Linked DNA regions of Sus scrofa: region 1 is linked to region 2. Evidence: chromatin contacts called from public Hi-C data. All regions are on one chromosome and are shown on one strand. The core of a region is the stretch at or near the end of the contact, and the rest is flanking DNA. Distances in the headings are between cores, read along the strand shown. Region 1 holds the start of IFT43 (intraflagellar transport protein 43 homolog). Region 2 overlaps TTLL5 (tubulin polyglutamylase TTLL5).

Region 1 (5,500 bases), core at 1,464-3,963, 78 kb after region 2:
CCACAGCGCATGTGTTAACGCGACAGCACCACATCCCTCCGAATTAAAATCGGTCAATGATGGGATGGGAGTTTAGCAGGCCGCTCAACTGCAGGGCTCCCGGCCTCCCAGCAGCACCCAGCTCTTACCAGGAAGGTCCCTCTGCCTCTTCCCACCCACCTCCCCAGCCCTCTGGCTGCGCATCATACCTCCGGAGCCCTGGGGCCTCGAACCCTGGGCACCCCGCTGTGTGGCCACCGCCAGGCCCCCCTCTGTGGAGCGCCCTACTCCCGGTCAGACCCTCCAGAGCAGACACCCCAGCGGGAATTTGGACTCACTGTGCTCCTCCAGCCCCTGGATCATGTCGAATTTATAGATTTCCTTGGCATAGTACTCCGACTCGGTGTTTTCCTGAGTGCAGTCGTCTCCCCTCTCCCCGTGCACCTCCTCCAGCAGCTCCCGGGTGCTGTTGTAAAGGTCCAGGACCTGGGTGGGGATGTTGGCCAACATCGATGGATCGGGGGGACTGGTGAGCCTGAGTTTGCTCAAGATCTGTCCCCTAATGGCTTCCACCCTCTTCCTCTTGATGTGGTCGAAGTCCAAGGTGGTGCAAGTGGACATGGAGAGGCTGACCGTGGCAAAGTTCAGCAGGGCCAGGACCACCAGAGCCCTTTGCAAGTGCATCTTCATGCGTGAGCCGGGGAGAGAGGCCCGGGGGCTGCGAGGCCTGGTGAGGAGGAGACCCCAGCCGACGTGCAGAAGGAGGGAGGAAAACCAGGCGGCCTCCCTAGATCCCGAAGACTGAGGCTTGGCAAGAAGGTGCATGAACTCACTGCACTGCGAGAGCTTCAGGACTTCCAGGAAGCGCTGGCAACCCTGAGCACGAAGAAGCCGACTGTGTGCCTTGAAGCTCTGGGTTTCTTCTCCATGTGTCTAAACAGGTTCTGCTGGGCTCTGACTCCCAGCAGGCCAGGTGGAGGGCAAGCAGAGGGCTGGGAGGGGTGGCAAGGCAGCTGGGAGTGGGAAGGGAGCTGGAGTTTTTCCTTAGGTAAAAATAAATAGAGCGGATATCTGATATTGCCAAACGCCGCTTGGCGATGGGGAGAAAGTGGGTATTTTAAAGAGGGAGCAGAAGGACCATGGCTGGGTCCCAAAAATCAAAATCTTTGCGTTGCCCTGAAGGAGAATAAGAAAAGAGGATGGAAAAGCAAAGAAAAAAAATTTTTTTTTTAAAAAGTCGGATCCCAGTGAGTAGGTGGGGAGAGGCAGGGCTAGGCTGCTGCTGGCCCAGCTAAAGGTGGGGGCAGCGCAGGACACACTTGTCTCTCGGGCACACCATTCATGCTTTCTCTTTTGTTTACACTTCCTCGGGGGCTTTCTAAATGACTTTGTTCATGCTGCCTCTCATCTTCATTGGCTGGGATGCGGGCTTATGTGCAATTGGAATGCAAGGGGACAGCCCCTGGAGAGTAGCCCCAATAATCCACTTGGACGCCCAGGTCACCAGCACCTCGGCTTGTCTTCTCCCTCGGCCATTGCTTCTGGTCCCTGCTTCTTAAAAAATAAAAATAAAAAGGAAAAGAAGAATAAAACAGAAGCCGGTTGGTTCACTGCATGCCTCCTCCGGAAAGCTGTTACTCCTTCTTTCTCATGCTTCTTCCCCTATCTCTCGCCTCCTCTCTTGCTCATTCCCTTGGACTTGGCTTTCTGGTTCCCTCCCTTTCTCTCCCTCTAGCTTCCCTCTCCCTCTCCCTCTCTCTCACACACTCACATGCACACACACTGCTTTCTCTATTTCTCTCTGCTGAAATTTTATACCTCCCTCCCATGACGTTTCTGGCCCGGGGGCGGGGGGGGGGGCAAAGGAGGTGGGGGATTGGGGGGGAGGGACCAGTTCACGCAGCCTCTTTTGCTGCACGATTTTAATGTTTTAAACAGGCACAGGAAAAGCCGAGCCCGTTTGAAAAATACTTTGCGAGTCCTCTCGATCGACGTGGTAACTGAACTTTTTTTCCCCTCTTGGAGTCACTCCTGCTACACGTTGACTGTTTTTCTGGAAAGTTACTCCGATGAATCCCCTCCCTCCTTCTCCCCCCCGACTCCTTCGCCCTCTCGCCAGCTGTCAGTCCGTCCCCTCCTCGGCCGGTCTCTCGATCCCTCCCAGGCCCCGCGTCCCCGGCCGCCCCCCGGCCTGGCGGGACGTAGGCAGGGACGGGGCGGGGGGAGAGGGGCGCGGGGCGTGGGAGGGGCGGCCGTGCCCACCCTCGGTGGGGGTGACGCCCGGCCTGGGAGCGGGGTTGGAGTTGGGTTCAGCTCCGCGGCGATGCTGGCCCCGATTCTTCATTGACAAGATTGGAGTCGGGTGGCTCGCGGAAGCTTGGCGACGCTCCAGGGGCATTGAAAAATGGTGGCGTTTTCCGGCAGATCGAGGGTGCCCTCTGGCGAGGCGAGGCCGCCAGTGACGGGGGCTCCCCCGGGGTCGGGAGGGTTTGGGGGTAAGGCTGGGGGCCTGGGGAGATGGGGCCGCGAAGGAGGGTGCAGAAAACAAGATCAGGTGCCCTGGGGAACAGGCTCCCTCCCGGCCCGAGGTGCGTACAAGTGCACCTCTCCCTTCCCGGAGCCCCTTCTGCAGCGGCTCTCGCAGAAATGTCCTCCAGATGTTGCTGGCCTCCCTCCCCGCCGAGGGTTCCGCGGGGAGCTGCGCCAGCGAGCGCAAAGTCAGCAGTTGGCCCGAGCCCATTTCCCAGATGGGTGAGGGGAGGTTTTCTCTCCACTTTCGTTCCTTTTCTCAGCCTAAGCTTCTAGGTCTTTTCCCATCAAAAACGTAGGGAGGGCAAGCCACAACGCCTGCCCCCGCCCCGCCAACTCAGGAATGTCTCTGAATTGATCACTTTCCTGGGAATCAGTGCTGCTGCCCGCCGCCACCCCATCCCGCCTCGCCCCAGCCTTCCTGACCCTTCCTGCGAGGGCCTGTTCTGCTCCTGGTTCCTAGGCCGCTAACTGAAGGGATGCTCTCAGCCTCCCCAGGGCAGTGGCTGATCAATTTAAGCTGAGGAAACGGAGGCACGGACCGATTTTCGAGCGTACACCGCTGGTGAGTGGTGGTGGTAATATTTAACAAGGGCTTTCAGGTTTGGGAAATATTCCTAGATGCAGAAAGCTTAAAGTAACTTGCTTTTTACAGCAGAAATGATCGCATTGTAAATCAACTGTACTTCAATAAAACTTTAAAAAATTAAAACAACTTTTTTTTCTAGAGTAAATTATTTTGAATGACTTTAGGTCATATAGTTAGTGAGCGTCAACACTGAGATGTGGACCCAGGAAATCTGTGGCCAGTTAATCTATGCACTTAACTACTCTATGCTATACTGCCTCTGGAATTCAGCTCTCATTTGAGAAATATTTTGATATCTACTATATGCCAGGCCCTGTTCCTGGCTCGGTGGATGCAGCAGTGAATGAAACAAAGCCATTCCCTTATGGACTTTATATTCTCGAGGTGGAGGTGGGGCAATGGGAAGGCAATAAATGAAATAAATGTGTAAGCAGTGTAATAATGGTAAAAGGTCCATGCCATGGTGGAGAATAAAGCAGGGAAGGAGGAGAGGAAGTGCCTAGGTTGGGGAAATGTTGCAGTTTAAAATCTGAGAAGGCCTTGTGGAGGCCTTTAAATAAATACTTGCAAAACAGGAGGGAAAATTGTTGAAGTTATACCCGCCTGGGCTCCACTTCTAGCAAATCAGAGTTCACATCTGTTTTTAGCAAACTTTGCAGGTGAGTCAGTGCAAGGTTTGGAAGACACTACTCCAGGGCCTCTTTCTGCACACAGTGAGCACCTCTTGCTTTCAGGAAGTCAGGGAAGAAGTAGGAGTGAAGGCTTGGAAAGTGGCCCCAAGGTGGTGATGGTGCAGCTGTGGAAGAAGATAGAAATGGAGTCTCAGGCGTTCCCGTTGGGGTGCAGTAAAAATGAATCCAACTAGTATCCATGAGGATGCAGGTTCGATCCTGGCCTGGTTCTGTGGGTCGGGGATCTGGCATTGCCCTGAGCTGTGGTGTAGGTTGCAGATGCAGCCTGGGTCCCGTGTTGCTGTGGCTGTGGTGTAGGCTGGCAGCTACAGCTCAAATTCAACCCCTAGCCTGGGAAATTCCATATGCTTCAGGTGCAGTCCTAAAATGCAAATAAAAAGAAAAAAAAAAAGTAAAGAAAAGAAAGAAAGAAAGAAATAGAGTCGCTCTTGCTAAGAAAGCTCTCTACAATGGAACTAAAAGGTCACTGGGGGAGTGTGAATTATGTAAGTCTCAGCCTGGATAAAATCTGACCTTTTGACCACTTATTGTCCTAATGAAGGCATCCAGAAGATCTGCCAGAAACTCAAGATACTTATCAGACCCCTACCTTACAATAACTCGTGACAGCCTATCTACTTATCAGACCCTTACTCGGAAGTAACTCGTGATTCCTTAAGGACAAACATTTCCTTTCTCGTAGTAGCAGAGAACAGCCTCATGACTTTTGCCTTTTGTAAGCCCCTGACTCTTTCTTTTCCCTGGAACACTCTTGATTTTACCAGAATCTGTCTCCCAACAATTCTTAAGATAGCCCTCCAATAAAGCTCTTTGTTCTTTGCAGCCCTGATACTGATTATTGTTTAATAGAGCTCACAAGAAATGGAAAAATTCAGGAGTTCCCATGGTGGCACAGCAGGTTAAGGATCCATTGCTGTCTCCGCACGGCCCAGGTCACTCCTGAGGCTCGGTTCCATCCCTGGCCGGCATGGTGGGTTAAGGATCCAGCATTGCTGAAGCTGTGGGGTAGGTTGCAAATTTCAGGGCGATAAGCCCATCTGGGGGTCCAAGCTGGGGTTCCCCAATACCAAGGCCTGGTCAGTAATATTGACCTGGGGGTCTTACAGGGTGAGCTAATGAAGGCTCAACTGACTTTTCTCATTAGGCTGGGAGTTTGAGGGCCATCTTCCTCTGCTGGCCTGGGAGAATGGGTGGCACCCAGGAACACGTGCTAGAGGAAAGTTCTTTAGTAAAATCTGGTGGAAGAAAGGCACTTGGCTCTACTGTTTAACACTCAGGTGATTTTCCTCAAGGCGCCGCCCTGCACCTGAATATTTTTACTTGTTGAATAGAGATACTGCCCTTGATCACCTCAAAGGGTGCTGGAGGGATTATTTGTAGTTTTGAAAATTATGAATACTCAGGTATTGGGTGTGTTGGTTCAGCCTCTCTGTAAACTTCAGGCAGAGATTACATATATCGCACTTTTCATTATAAACCATTTATTAGCACCTGACCCTCTGTGTGCCTGTTTTCTCATCTACCCAGTGGAGACAATACACCTTATCTTGCTTCCCACACAAAGGTGTTATGCCCTTCACATGAGTTAGCAACTGTGACGATCCTCTGTACATTGCAAAGAGCTGCACAAATGGAAGGAATTGGGGTAATCTCTACTGCTAGTAGTAGTGCTTGGCCCTTAACTTATGTATTTGGAACAGATGTAGGCAGT
Region 2 (5,534 bases), core at 1,772-4,271:
ATTGCTGTTGGGGTGTCTTCCCAAGTGGCAGATGTCCGCTGGGGGCGAAGGGACCACCTGGGCACCTAAGCCACCACCAGGCTCTCTAAGTGCTCCGCAAACCACCTTGCTCTGTACCCACCAATCAGTGTTTCCCTCACTTCTCTAGTGATACGAACCCCCTGGACCCCTGGGCTCCTATGAAATGCCTAGGTTCTCAAGGCCTGTCCCAGATCACGGAGTCAGAGGCTCCGAGGGAAGGCCTGGAAAGTCACACCAGGTGATTCCTGTCAAGGACATTTGGCGAACACTGCTTCACCACCACCACCACCAACACACACATACACACGCACGCACGCACGCACACTTTGGCCATTCAAAGGCCCTTTCTCCCTTAGAATTATTAAATAGGCCATTTCTTCCCTGTGAAAAGCTCTTCCCTGTTCCCTACTGTGGGCTCACGCCTGCTTCTCACTTCATGACTTGGCTAAAGTATGATTTCCTCAGAAAGGCCAACCTTGACCACTCTCCTCACCATCTAAATCAGGTTCCCTGTTTCATTCTCTCCTAACACCCTGCGCTGCTTTTCCTTAGCATGTATCACAGTTTATATCTTATGTGGTTGCCTAGTGTCTGCCTGCTCACTGGTACTGAGCACAGGGAATGCTTAATAAGTATGTTTTGCGTGAGTGAATAAATGGAAAAAATAGTGTTGGGAGAGGGTGCCTAAGGTTGGAGTAAATGCTGCTCAACAAATAAAGCAGTGAGTATATGAGAACCTTAATCACCCAGGTAAAATTTTTACACACCAGCTAAAATCAGATAGATGAGCCCAACAATTAAGTATTGTCATGGGGCAGTGGGTCAGATTATTTCAAAAAAATGCTTATTGGAGTTCCTGTCATGGCGCAGCAGAAACGAATCCAACTAGGAACCATGAGGTTGTGGGTTCAATCCCTGGCCTCATTCAGTGGGTTAAGGATCCGGCATTGCCATGAGCTGTGGTGTAGGTCACAGATGCATCTCTCGGACCTGGCGTTGCTATGGCTGTGGCTGTGGCATAGGCCAGAGGCTACAGCTCTGATTAGACCCCTAGCCTGGGAACTTCCATATGCTGCGGGTGCAGCCTTAAAAAGACTAAATAAATAAATAAATAAATACCTAAGGTATACAAAATGCAATATTGGGAGCTACAGGCAGAACAGTGAATAAGATTAAAACAACCTCTGTCTTTATGGAGCATATAATTCCAGCAAGAATGACAGATATTAAGCAACCAGTTACACAGTCTTAGAATTTTGATAAATGCAATGAACGAATTACAAAGCTGTGAGAGCCTATAGCAGAGAAACCTGGCATGGTCTGTAGGACATCAAGGTAGTCATAGAATTTCTAAAACACGAGCCTGGGAGATCTGTGCCCAAAGAGTCTAATATTCTTTGTCCTATCTCTTGCCAAAGGTGGCATGAGGACAGCTGCCCCCAAATAACGGTTTCTCGGCCTCGGCACCATGGACATCTTGGGCTAGAACATTTCTTTGTTTGGGGACACTTTCCAGTGCTCTGTAGGAAAGGTGTAGCATCTTTCCTGGCTTCGACCCACTAGGCTCCACAAGCTATGACAACTACAAGTGCCTCGAAATTGCCAAATGTCCCTTGTGGGAGGGTGAGAGTAGGGGACAAATCTGCCCCTCCTCCTTCCCCCAGTAGAGAATCACTATCCTCAGATTTGCCCGCTACCCTCACCCTCCCACGAGGGGCATTTGGTAATGCTGAGACATTTGTGGTATCATACAAGATATGATTTATCCAAGTCAATACCAAGAACTTAATTTATTCATTTAATAAGCAAATATTGGTGGAGTGCGTCTCAGGTTCCAGGCATTGTTCTAAACACTGGGGACACAGTAGTGATCAAAGTCTGGGCTTTCTTGAAGCTACATTCCAGTGTGGAGAGGTGGACAATCAGTTTTCAGATACATAACCTTTCAGAAGAAGGGGATGGATTGATCGTATAAGTCCTTTCTCGTGAGATGACATCTGGTCTTGAAAGAAGCAAGGGAATGAGTAGCAATGCCGAGAGCAAGAGGCAGAGCCATTGGAGGGCCTGGACTTGACCTCGCTTTCTCTCTGCAGCTCTAACAAGCTGCTTGTGTTTCAGAGGATCCTCCACGGAAGGGCAGCTGAGTGGACTCCAGAGCAGCCTTAATCTGCAGCCTTCGTGCCCATCACCAGCTCCGCAGGTGAGTTCCAGGCCAGACAGCGGGGAGGGGCTGGGCTGCCTCTGAAGAGAGCGCCAGTCCACAGTACGAAGCATCCAGGTTTCTGAAGCATTGGCAAATGGGTGTTTTGTTCCTTTCTTCTTTCAAACGATACCGACATTTTAGGAGTAAATGGTTTTCCAGAACTGGTTTGGGATATTTGGAATTTCCCAGTCTGGTAGAATGTCAGCAGGTTTGCAGCAATTAGTAAAAATGCCTTGTTCGACTGGTGTTTTACTGTTTCTATGGTTTTTCCGCATGTGGGGTCTCTCGCTAAATCCTCACTGCACCTTGTGAGGTCTAACCTCGTCCCTCCGCATGAGGAATCAGAGGCTCAGAAAGTCAAGGGGCCTGTGGGAGATGCTCCATGGATGCAGATCCAGAGCTGTGGTCTGATGTGCATCCTGTCATGCTGATGTCACGGTCTGTTGCCAGGTAGTTGCTAAGGGCCTCTCAGTGGAGGTGCAGGGATAGTTTTCTGTGAATAATAATTTAGAAAAATACTCAAATAGCTATTCAGAAAATTGAAAGCAAATCACTTGGATTCAATTCAACAAATACTTATTTTTGAGCCTTCTTGAGAAAGTAGCATGTTGGGCACTGAGGCACGTAAGGTGAACCAGACAGCCCCTGCCCTGGGGAGCCTGGGAGGGGGGACTAGCAGGCACTGGGGACTCAGAATAATAGACAGAGTTGGCTGAGCGCTTGCTATGTGTCAGGCACAGTCCTGAATGCTTTACATGTCACAACTCATTTGTTCACAAAATGGGCGTATAATATAGGAGCTGTGTTCCCCATTTCATGGCTGAAGCAATAAAGGCACAGATTATGAAATGCACTTAAAACCTCCCAGCTGGGAGTTCTCACTGTGGTGCAACAGGATCAGTGGTGTCTCTGGAGTGCTGGGACTCAAGTTGGATCCCTAGCCCGGCACAGTGGGTTAAGGATCCTGTGTTGCACTGGCTGCAGTGTAGGTCACAACTACGGCTCTGATCCAGATACCTGGCTCAAAAGGGAAGTCCCTATGCCACGTGGTGGCCAAAAAAGAAAAAGATAATAATAATAAACAAGTAAAACCTCGCAGCTAGTAAATGGTGGGGCAGTATTTGAAGCCAAGCAACCTGGCCCAAGCGCTTTAGGGATTGGGGCGGGCTTCCTAGAGGAATAAGCATCTTTGCGGGAGTCTGACTATGGACAGGTCAGCCAGGAGAGTTGGGGATGTGGGGTGGAACAGTGTGGGAAGGGAGCTGGTGCTGACCTCAGGGGTCAGTGTGGCTGGGGACCAGGGATGAGCAGGGAGTGGCAAGAGGCTGTAGAGGTACAAGGTCAGCCTCTAAGCCGTGGAGGGAGCTTGTTCCTGAGAGCAGTGGGGAGCCGTGAAGGAGTTTAAGGCCCAGCTGCGAGGGGGTGTGTGTGTGACCCAGTACACCTTAAAATGACCAGGCTCGCTGAGGAGTCTGATTACTTTGACGGTATCATGAGGCTACTTACATCTGCATCATAGGCTTACTCTGAGAGCCAAAGGAAGCAATATAAAGAGAACGGCACTATTACTGCATCTGAGTCAGATAATCCTATGAGAAGAGTAGATTTTATTCTCCACTTAAACTTTTTGAATCTGAATTCAAAATATATCTGATGGGAGTTCCTGTCGTGGTGCAGCAGAAACAAATCCGACTCGGAACCATGAGGTTGTGGGTTCAATCACTGGCCTCGCTCAGTGGGTTAAGGATCCGGCGTTGCCATGAGCTATGGTGTAGGTCGCAGATTCGGCTCAGATTTGGTGTGGCTCTGGCTGTGGCTGTAGCCAGCAGCCGTAGCTCTGATTAGACCCCTAGCCTGGGAACCTCCATATGCCATGGGTGCAGCACTTAAAAAAAAAAAAAAAAAAAAAAAAAAAGATACATCTGATTGTGATGAGTGTATAGTCTACCCCCGTCAGGGGACCCCAAAAGAATTACTAAAACACTGCAGTTATTTTTAAGGAAGTTAAATTTCCACCTGGAACTCGTACGGCCTGAGAAGTGTGGCTAAGATAACCTGGGACTGGTTGCAAGGGTCTCCATGAGATACAGCAGTGAGGGCCCCTGCAGCTCTTCACATTTGCTGAGGCTGGACAGGTGTACAAAGCTTGGCAGATCCAGGAAGCCTGCTCATTTTATTTACATGTCTAATTGGTAAATTAAGTACATAATTGAACTCTTTGCATGCACTCTGGCTGAGGAAGGGGGAAATTTGAGGGGCCACGTTGGTCATGCTTTCAGCATCTTGATCATGAATTAATATTTACTGATTGTTGGCGTTACTTAGAAGTTTTTATAACAGTTGTACTGAATTTGTGATGAAAACAGAGCAAGGAGGAGTTCCCGTCGTGGCGCAGTGGTTAACGAATCCGAGTAGGAACCATGAGGTTGCGGGTTCTGTCCCTGGCCTTGCTCAGTGGGTTAAGGATCTGGCGTTGCCGTGAGCTGTGGTGTAGGTTACAGACGCGGCTCGGATTCTGCGTTGCTGTGGCTCTGGCGTAGGCCAGTGGCTACAGCTCCGATTTGACCCCTAGCCTGGGAACCTCCATATGCCGCGGGAGCGGCCCAAAGAAATAGCAAAAAGACAAAAAAAAAAAAAAAGAAAAAAAAAAAGAAAACAGAGCAAGGAGAAGTTCTTCTTCTTTTGTCTCTAAATAACTCTAGACCTCTAAAAAGTCCGTCGAACGTATTTCTCTTCTGTGACTTTCCCGGTGTTCCTGATCCTTAAAGAAATACTGATGAACATGATGTAGCAAGGCTCAGGCATTTTCCACATTCCCAATAAAACACTTAGCAATATAATAATAACTAACCTTATTAGAACTATTTATAAAGCTAGAAATAACTCCCTGACACGTCAGCATTTCAACTACAAATTATGTTCTTCTCTATTACACATAGATTTAAAGGTGTTCTTCTAGGGGTTCAGAAGAGTATCCTATAAAAAGGAGAAGGTTAGGTTGCTTTTTAAAACATTTTTCTTTAAACCTACAAGAGGGAAAAACAACCCCCATAATAAGTCAAAAAGTTTACACGTCTCTCTGAGTTGGGAAGTTCTGCCTGTATAGGAATCACTAGACTGACTATGAAAGGTATTTAGCCCTGTCTGGTCAAGTTAACTCAGTTATTGAGTCCATGAATATAGCAAAAGTCTGTTTCCTGACCCCTTGACCCTCCCCCAAGTCTAGCCAAGCAGGCCTTAAAGCTGTGTGACCTTGTTCAGCAGGCAGTCTGAATGAGATAGTGGTTCATCCCAGGGCACTGTTGAAAAA

The links. A called contact is a pair of places that touch in the nucleus more often than the background predicts.
Region 1: a contact with region 2 is called in a Hi-C map of alveolar macrophages, with 3 times the contacts expected there. The contact joins the promoter of IFT43 here to the enhancer-like site in region 2. A contact is called at or near these places in 5 of 5 promoter capture datasets (fetal liver, fetal skeletal muscle, liver and 1 more), 30 of 47 Hi-C or Micro-C datasets (adipose tissue, alveolar macrophages, blood and 13 more) and 1 of 2 datasets of contacts at active chromatin or transcription factors (skeletal muscle).

What each region holds. Positions count from the first base shown.
Region 1 is chr7:99,153,176-99,158,675 of Sscrofa11.1, forward strand. IFT43 (intraflagellar transport protein 43 homolog) reads left to right here and starts at 2,714. Exons shown (of 9, transcript XM_013978326.2): 1 at 2,714-3,073. TGFB3 (transforming growth factor beta 3) reads right to left here and starts at 930. Exons shown (of 7, transcript NM_214198.1): 1 at 318-930. The coding sequence starts at 663.
Region 2 is chr7:99,075,325-99,080,858 of Sscrofa11.1, forward strand. It overlaps TTLL5 (tubulin polyglutamylase TTLL5), which reads left to right. Exons shown (of 32, transcript XM_021099539.1): 31 at 2,140-2,221. Among named protein-coding and RNA genes, the nearest start is that of TGFB3, 76 kb to the right of the region's middle. Within about 2 kb of position 3,022, at least 2 of the 83 cell types and tissues checked have an H3K27ac peak or open chromatin away from gene starts, as enhancers often do. A contact at or near this core is called in alveolar macrophages, where this site is marked.